Linked DNA regions of Sus scrofa: region 2 is linked to region 1. Evidence: chromatin contacts called from public Hi-C data. All regions are on one chromosome and are shown on one strand. The core of a region is the stretch at or near the end of the contact, and the rest is flanking DNA. Distances in the headings are between cores, read along the strand shown.

Evidence for each region. A called contact is a pair of places that touch in the nucleus more often than the background predicts.
Region 2: a contact with region 1 is called in a Hi-C map of skeletal muscle, with 8 times the contacts expected there. The contact joins the enhancer-like site here to the promoter of BLOC1S2 in region 1. A contact is called at or near these places in 3 of 47 Hi-C or Micro-C datasets (heart right ventricle, liver and skeletal muscle) and 1 of 2 datasets of contacts at active chromatin or transcription factors (alveolar macrophages).

The regions. Positions count from the first base shown.
Region 1 is chr14:111,395,611-111,399,906 of Sscrofa11.1, reverse strand. BLOC1S2 (biogenesis of lysosome-related organelles complex 1 subunit 2) reads left to right here and starts at 2,298. Exons shown (of 6, transcript XM_001929529.5): 1 at 2,298-2,334; 2 at 2,337-2,366; 3 at 2,736-2,852. The coding sequence starts at 2,313. PKD2L1 (polycystic kidney disease 2-like 1 protein) reads left to right here. Exons shown (of 16, transcript XM_001927121.4): 16 at 231-1,203. The coding sequence ends at 494.
Region 2 is chr14:111,480,643-111,484,938 of Sscrofa11.1, reverse strand. No RefSeq gene overlaps it. Among named protein-coding and RNA genes, the nearest start is that of SCD, 21 kb to the right of the region's middle. Within about 2 kb of position 2,413, at least 77 of the 83 cell types and tissues checked have an H3K27ac peak or open chromatin away from gene starts, as enhancers often do. A contact at or near this core is called in alveolar macrophages, liver and skeletal muscle, where this site is marked.

The DNA.
Region 1 (4,296 bases), core at 1,049-3,548:
AAAACATTTTTGAAAGACCAATGTTTTCAGGCTCCCACGTTTGCGCTAGTCACTGTATCAGCCAAGGTGGGAGGTGGGAGGTGGAGGGAAGACCTGAGGTTGGTTGCTCTGGCCTGAGGGCTGCCTTGGTCTCTAGGAGATGGTCTGGGGTTGGAGAAACAGATCCAAGTACAAGGAAAGTGGGACACAAACTCCTCCTTCAAGTGACCTGTCTCTTTTTCTTCTAACAGGGGGAAGAAAGCATTTGGGAGCAGCTGCAGGCAGCCACATCCGTGACTCCAGACCCCTGGGAACTCCAGGGCAGGCAGGAAGGTGGTGGGGGAGGGGTCCTAAAGCATCAGACAGCAGGCTCCTCTCTCACTGCCTCCCCAGAAGCCCCTTGGCACATGCCCTACGCTTCTAGGGCAACAGGTCCCACCACTGCTGCTGCAGAGGCCCACCCTGTGCCTGGCCTTTTGAGCTGTGTTTCTGTGTGTAGCTGTGTAGCTCTTTGAAATAGTTCCCACTGGGCCTCTCACTCCCTGTGCTCTGAGCTCTGTTGTGATGATTAAAAAAAAAGAAGAAGAAGAAGTAAAGAAAGGGAGGGTAATGACTTTTCTAAGATCTGGATAGACATGCTTTGTGAAAAAAATACAGCTAAGAGAATAGCTGTATCTAGATGGCATCCTACTTGCCAATGAGTCTTTTCCTCTGTACATCTGGAGATGGGCTGCTGCACCCTTGAGGTTCGTGTCTTCCTCATAGGGTTTCCCTGTGAAAGAGAAGGGGGAGCCAGAGAGGAGAGGAGACTTTCTCCATGGGAAGACTACAGTGTTGCCGAGGCTCTGGAGCGATAACCTCCCCCAGCCTTCCCCAACAAAGTCCACGAAGGCTCAGTGAAAGAGCCTGCCTCCGTGCATGCTACTGAACACCGAGGGGGCTGTAAACCAGGACAGAGATGGAGCATGAGGAGAATCCAGCAAAGAAATAACCTCAGGATTCTGAGATCTTTGGATGAAATGTGGGGGAGCTGACTCTGTCCTTCCATAGGACAATGTGGGGACACGTCACAAACCTGTTGCTTATCAATAAAAATCCTTAGGAAAACTAAGACTTTGCACTTGTTTCTGGGAATGCAGGGGGAAGAAGAGGGGCTGGAACTGTGAGCCATCCTTGTACTTGGGCTGGAGAAAGCTCATCCCTGCTGGGCGGTGACATCGTGAAGAAGATGGGCTGTCCCAGGGGTCCTGAAATACAAATTTCTGGCTCATAGGAATGGTTTGAAATGGTTGGCACTGTGACTGTATCATTAGAGAGAGTGGAGACAGTGGCCTAAGGAGACCTGGTCCTCAGAGGGAAGAGAGTAAGGGGTATGTGTGTGTGTTTGTGTGCCCGCACATGCTTTAGGGTGTGGGTCGTGGGAGAATGCCGATGGAGGATAACTAGGGATAAGACAAACCCCCCCACACAAAGATTTCAGGGTATAGGGCTGTATCCCAAGAGCTGCTATATATCTCTTCTCTCTTCCCTTGTGACCTCTATCCCTCCCTCATTTTGCACCTTCCATTGCTTCTCAGTCTCTTTTTTTCATCAATTCCTTTCACCTGCTTCTGTCAAATACAGGAGTTCTCCCATCCTATCAAATATACTCTGTACATTCAAGAGTCTTGTCAACAGCTGAATGCAATCAAGATAACCAGAGTATATCCTCAGCCCTAGAAAAGTTATCTCAGCTTTCTTCAAGAAAGGCTGTATCAACTGAAGAGAAGTGGGTGCCAGCCTGCAGTTTGAGAAAAAAAGTCCAACGAGTTGACGTTAATCTGGGACATTGGAAGAGAGAGTATTTCGGCTCAGGGATCATGCCTACAGGTTTCCCTGGATAAGACTATCTTCAGAAGCATGGATTTCCTGAGCAGTCAGTCTTTCAGCCACTAAAACCAGCTGGGTAAGGATTCTCTGCGTAGGGGCTGACTCGTCTCCGTCACTTCAGCCAGCAGGCCACTCTGGGCTCGATCCACCCCATTAGGTCTTGGGTCTTCCTAGACTAGTTAGTGATCCCTCCGCCAGTGGCCACAGGATTGGGCGCATCCTTTGTTTCACACGTCGGGCTCTTGACTACGGATTGACTCACGAAAGCCTTTTTTAGTCTCAATTTCGGCTTAGTGTTTACGCCCTAAGCTTACATTCTCTTACTGCTCATTACCCTTTCACCTGCGGTACAATTTAGCCCAGAGGCTCGGGATCCCAGGGCAACGAACCCAGGGCAGGGAGGGCGGGGCACGCCCGGCACGCATGCGCAGGCACCCGAGAACCGGAAGCAACTCCTGCAGGGCATGGCGGCGGCGGCAGAGGGGGTTCCCGGGCTCACCGAGAGGAGCCCGTTCGAGGTATGTGGAGTGAATGGGGAGGAAGTGTCCTGTGAAAGGGCTGAGGCTCCGGGTACGGACCTGGAATCCCGGAGCTCACCTGACGGGAGCAGGCAGGTCGGAGAGGCGCTTCTGTGTGTGCGTGTGTTTGTTCTGTCAGGGCGAATGAAGCTTCGGCCGCGGGATCGAGTGTGAACTGAGGTCAGTGCAAGGGAGCAGAGTTGGCATGTCAGGTGGGGCAAGGACGAGGCGAGGTACCTGAAATTATGGTACATGGAGAATGGAGCCGCTGTGATGGAAGGACAAGTGGAGGTGTGTGGGGAGAGCCTGCTTCGGCTGGATTAGGACCGGGTGTAGGGCGGGGCCCTTACTCATTCTCCTTTGATCCAGATGATGCCGCGGTGGAGACTGCTGAGGAAGCAAAGGAGCCCGCTGAGGCTGACATCAATGAGCTCTGCCGGGACATGTTCTCTAAAATGGCAACTTACCTGACTGGGGAACTGACGGGTGAGGCGGGAACTGGGTTGATTCGGGTAGTGCCGGGCACCACTTGCTGGAGCTGGGGTTTGGAGCAGGTAGACCTGTGAGGTGCCTTAGCAGCATCAGTCTGTGGCTCCCTCCCTAAACCCACACACCCTGAAACAATCCTGTTGCAAGTTTGGGGAGGTCATGAATGGGTAACAAAGAAGCCCAAGTCTACTGACATCAACTGCCTGTCTTTTTGCCTCACTTCTAGATTTCTCTGTGCCTTAGTGTCTTCTCAAGAGGTAAACGTATTCCTATTCTTGCCAAGACAACTCCTCCTGCTGTGCTCTTGGTCCCAAATCCTTCTACCTCATTAGGGCCTCTCTTCATCATTTCCTTTCCCTTGCTTTTCCACACTCTATCCCGGCACCTTCCTCTCTATCTAGAAACATATTCAGGTTTCCTCCAGCCCCAAAGCACTCTATTTGACACCCCACATCATTTGCTCAGTAAAGCAAAGGAGCGTCACAGCTAACCCTTTCGAAAGAGTAGCCTACATTCACTGCTTCCTCCTTGTCACCATTCACTCATGTAAACCCTTCCGGTCTGGTCTCTGCTCCCACCATTCAGAGAAATTACATGCCCCAAGACCATCATACCCCTTAACTATCAGCTCCTAACCACCAAATCTATGGCTTTTTCTCAGTTACTATCCTCCTGGACCTCCGTAGTATCTGACAGGCAGTTGATGTCAGTAGACTTGGCTTTTGGGAAAGTTGGAGTAGGGGCTATTTGCTTTGTATAGGGATTGGGAAGGGAAATGAGGATGTGAGAAGCAGGCAAATGGTTTGAAAAAGTCAGTGCATAAAATGCAGTGTTGGGAGTTCCTGTTGTGGCTCAGTGATAACGAACCCAACTAGTATCCATGAGGACGAGGGTTTGATCCCTGGCCTCACTCAGTGGATTGGGAATCTGGTGTTGCCATGAGCTGTGGTGTAGGTTGCAGAGAAGGCTCAGATCTCTCATTGCTGTGGCTGTGGCTTAGTCAGGCAGGCTATAGCTCTGATTTGACCCCTAGCCTGAGAACTTCCATGTGCTGCAGGTGCAGCCCTAAAAAGAAAAAAAAAAAAATGCAATGTTGAATCAAGTAATAAATGAGTTACTAAGATGTGTTGAGTTCCTAGTTGATTTTATATATATATTTTGATATATATGTATTTATGCTGCAGTCTGCCAAACTGTATGTTTTCATGTTGTAGAGGTACCAGGACTGTTTCATTTCCTTTTTCTTGGTACTTGAGTTTATCATTTCCCTTTCTAACTAAGATCCTGAACTTCTGGATTTTATTTGGTTTAAGTAGTTTGCTGATTGTTGCCTGAGTTTCTACTTAGATATTCATAGTCCACAGGCTGAGTATAAATGTCATAGATCAAAAGTGGCCTGCTTGGAGTTCCCTGGTAGCCTACTGGTTAAAGGATTGGGTGT
Region 2 (4,296 bases), core at 1,164-3,663, 85 kb before region 1:
CTGTGGTGTAGGTCGAAAACAAGGCTCAGATCCTGCATTGCTGTGGCTGTGGTGTAGGCCGGCAGCTGTAGCTCCGATTCATCCCTTAACCTGGGAACCTCCATGTGCCCTGAGTGTGGCCCTAAAAAGCAAAGCAAAAAAAAAAAAAAAAAGGGGGGGGGTGAAATTATCATCAAATTCTCACCTTCCATGGAAGGAAGGCAATAAATAATGTATAAAAAATTTAAAAAATCAATAAGCAGCCATATAAGCAAGCCATTTAGAGATACAGAGGTATATGCTGAAAGAGGCAGCTAAAAAGAGTTGAAACTTGTTACCTGTGAGGAGAGGAGGATGGGGTACTGTTATTTTCAAAACAAGTCTTTCATAACTCTGACTCTTTAAACTATGTACAACTTAGGCATAAAAGAAAAGCAAAATTCAGAGAAACTACGAGAGACGTTTCCAGTGGACCGAACCCACTGGGACATTCCCCACCCCTCCTGTCTGTTACCACAACATTGTCTTATCTCATACTCGCCAGCCTTCTCCCAACACCACTGCTGCCTCAACACCCGAACCAGGGTACTGAGAAAGGAGACCCTGGTTGTGTCTGGGATCTGCTCTGCCAGGATCTTGTTAGGGGCCCTGGGTTATCTTTAGTCCATGATCAGTAGATAACTTCTCTCTGCACCATTTAAAGGCTTTCTACTGAAGTTATAAATATCAAAACCGAGATCGTCTCTCCTAATGTATTTCCTCTTCTTTACATTTCACTGAATATTTGATTCCGAAACCCTTGATTTTAAATACACATTTTACTCCTTCTTTCTTTAGATTCTCCCTATTTCCCTAAATAGGGGCAGCTTTGGCCTCAGGGTCCATCTGTTTTTGGCAGATGCTCACACTTACCAAGTCCTTAACACTAGGGTAATGCACTATTTCTGCTTCAGTGCTAAAGGCAGAGGTACTATGAGCTGTGATTACTTTTGTATAGAACATTACCCTTAACCTACCAAGTTCTAGAATATTTTTTCTTTCTTTCTTTTTTCATTATTCAATGAATTTATTACATTTATAGTTGTGCAATGATCATCACAATCCAATTTTATAGGATTTCCATCCCATAACCCCAGCGCATCCCCCCACACCCCCTAGAATATTTTCTTTCTCTTTCTCTTTCACTGGCTATTCTACTGGCTCTGATTCTAAGGCTGATCCACGACATGCATAAGAGAATTCCTAGGAAGATGTAGTTAGGTGACGCTGTTAGTTCAGGTGAGCTCATCCATTCATTGCACAGTATTCAGGGGAGAAGAATGTCTCGTTTTTTTATTATTATTATTATTTTTTTTTTTCAGCCTCACCCTCAGCATATGGAGGTTCCCAGGCCAGGGACTGAATCTGAGCCACAGCTGTAGCAATGTTGGATCTTTAACCCACTGCACTGGGCCAGGGATAGAACCGGCGCCTCTAGAGAGACAAACCAGATCCTTAACCCACTGTGCCACAGGGGGAACTCATTTTAGATGTCTTCTTTTTTTTTTTTTTTTTTTTGCCTTTTAGGGCCACACCCACGGCACATGGAGTTTCCCGGGCTAGGGGTCCAGTCGGAGCTGTTGCCGCTGGCCTATGCCACAGCCACGCCAGATCCTTAACCCACTAATTGAGGCCAGGGATCAAACATACAGCCTCATGGTTCCTAGTCGGATTTGTTTCTGCTGCTCCATGACAGGAACTCCTGGATCATCTTTATTTCTCTTCTAATCACCAAGATCCTTATTATTGTTTACTAGATATTTTTTCCCATGTGGTTATTTTTCTTGTAACTTAAACTCCCCACGTCCAAAAGTGAACTCCTATTCCCTTTCCAAAATCTGCTTCTCTCTCTCCGTCTTTTTTAACTACCTATTTCAGTTAATGCTCCCCTTCTAGTGACACAGGAGAGAAACCTAAAAGTCACCTCTGACTCTCCTCCCCACTTATCTCACATATCTAATCAATTAAGTGCTATTGATTCGGCTCCAAGATACCTCACAGCCCAGTGCCCTTCCTTTCCATCTGACTGTTACTGTCTTAGTTTTTAGGTCTCATGACCTCCTAACTGATCTTCCAGCCCTAATCTGGTCCTTCTTTGATCTGCTCTCTATGTTAACTCTCTGAAACACGAAGATCTTTTTCCTCTCCCAGTAGAGAGTAACCGACTGCTCCCTATCTCTTACAGAAGCCAAGTCGAAACTCTCCAGGCTGGCTTTCCAGGGCTCCCTCCACGTTGCATTCCCTCCCTCCCTCTCTCACTCTTCCTGCACGCTCTATTCTACTCAGTTACATCAGCCCTGACATTCCAAACAAGTTCCTGCTTCTGCTCTACTCTGTGACTCGCCAACATCTTTAGCCTGTTTTGCTGATTCTTAGCTCTTTGCCTCTCACGTGGTGGGTGATTGCGCTATTGCAGTGAGACTAAAAATTAGAGCTGCCTATTGGCCTGTCCTCCTTAGCAAGGTCTCACGCCCATCTCAAAGGCAGTTGTAGATTTAAGAGCCCGTGTTGCTGATCCTGGCTTAGGGAGGGGCTGACAGTTAGGGAGGAGAAACTCTATGTTTTTTTCTGCCGCAGAGAAGCATTGGATTTGTGCTGGGAAAGAACACTGCTCTCCATTCTTATGTAAAACACTCCTAGAATTCTCAAGTGCATGTATTTCAGTATTTTCCCCATTCCGGAAAAAGGCAAACCTGAGGTCTAGGAGAGCCGAGCTCTGAGTCAGACTAGCCTCCCCAAAAAAGGCGAGAGCCGACCTGTGATTCAAAGTGAGAGAGGCTATAAGGCTAGCACCTCCTGATTGGCGCTGACGGAGTCAGACAAGCTTGGGGGCTGCTGATTGGCTCCGGCTTGATCAGGCGCTGTCGGGCTGTTGTAAATGTAAATAGCTCTGTGACCGCCAGTAACCCCGGTAAGAGGGGGTGGAGAGGGAGGCTCTTCTTCTCCATTCATGCCTGCTGCCAGCCAGGCCCAGACAGGCCCAGACGGGCAGGCCCTTGAGCAAGGGGGGCTGGGCAGGACAAGGCTAGGGGTTGTGTCTTCAGAGATCTTAAGCTCGAGCTGAGAGTTAAAACGCTAGCCTTCAGGTCGGGGGTGGGGGGTGGGGTGTGCAGCTTCCACACAGAGCTGCTTCCTTTCTGCTGTCGCTTTTGACTGTTTAAGACGGTTTAATGGTATGTTCCGTGTGAAGACGGAGGTGTTGGAGGGTAGTTTATGGGGTAACATAAATGGCTGTGGTGGGTGTGCCACAGGGGGAGATGGGTGCCTGTCCTCACCTATTCCTGGTCACAGAATCTTATTCGTTGAAAAGGCAAGTGCAGAGACAGAGCCGGAGAGCAGAGGAGTTCCTGCTGCTCAGCTGTGTAGATCACCTTTCTACTAGAGGGACAGCTTCTTCCACCCTCCACTCCAGGGGAAGGAAGGTCTGTGGGGACTGGCTTTCCTACAAGTAGGGAGGAAGGAAGGAAGAAGTGAGTACATGTACACTTTAACAGTAAAGGGTGACCTTCACACGTTGCTGGTGGGAATGCACAATGCTGCAGCCACTGTGGAAAGTGATTTGGCTGTTCCAGGACAAGTTCAACAGAATTGCCATATCACCCAGCTCGTAGGTATAAACCAAAATGAATTGAAAACAGGTACTCGATTACTTACACACATATGTTCATAGCAATTCTATTCACAATAGTCAAAAGGTGGAAACAATCCAAATATTCACCAACTGGTGAATAGAGAAATCAATTGCAGAATATTTATACAGTGGTATATTATTTGGCAACAGTAAGAAATGAAGTCCTGATACATGCTATGATGTAGATGAACCTCAAAAGCACCGTGTCAAGAGGAGGAAGCCAGGCACAGAAGGTCAGATATTGTAGGATTCCATTTGTATGTTATATCCTGACTAGGTAAATCCGTAGAGATAGAAAGCAGACTGGTGATTGCCAGGGCTTGGCGGGAGAGGGGAAGATGGAGAGTGGCTTTTGAACAAGTACAAAGTCTTCTTTTGGGGTGATGGAAAGGTTTTGACACTGAATAGACTAAAAGCCACCAAATTGTTCACTTTCAAATGGCTAATTTTGTGGTATGGGAACTTTACCTAAAACATATAAATATATGAAACAGACACACTCAAAGGCTGAAGGGGAAATCCTTACTGCTGTTCAGAATTGTTTAAGGATTCCAACTGTGGTGATGAGCAATCCTTTCACTTTCCTCTCATTGCTCATTCCCTCTGATTGGTCACAAAGTTCCAGTGATGGCCCCTGGCTACTCACT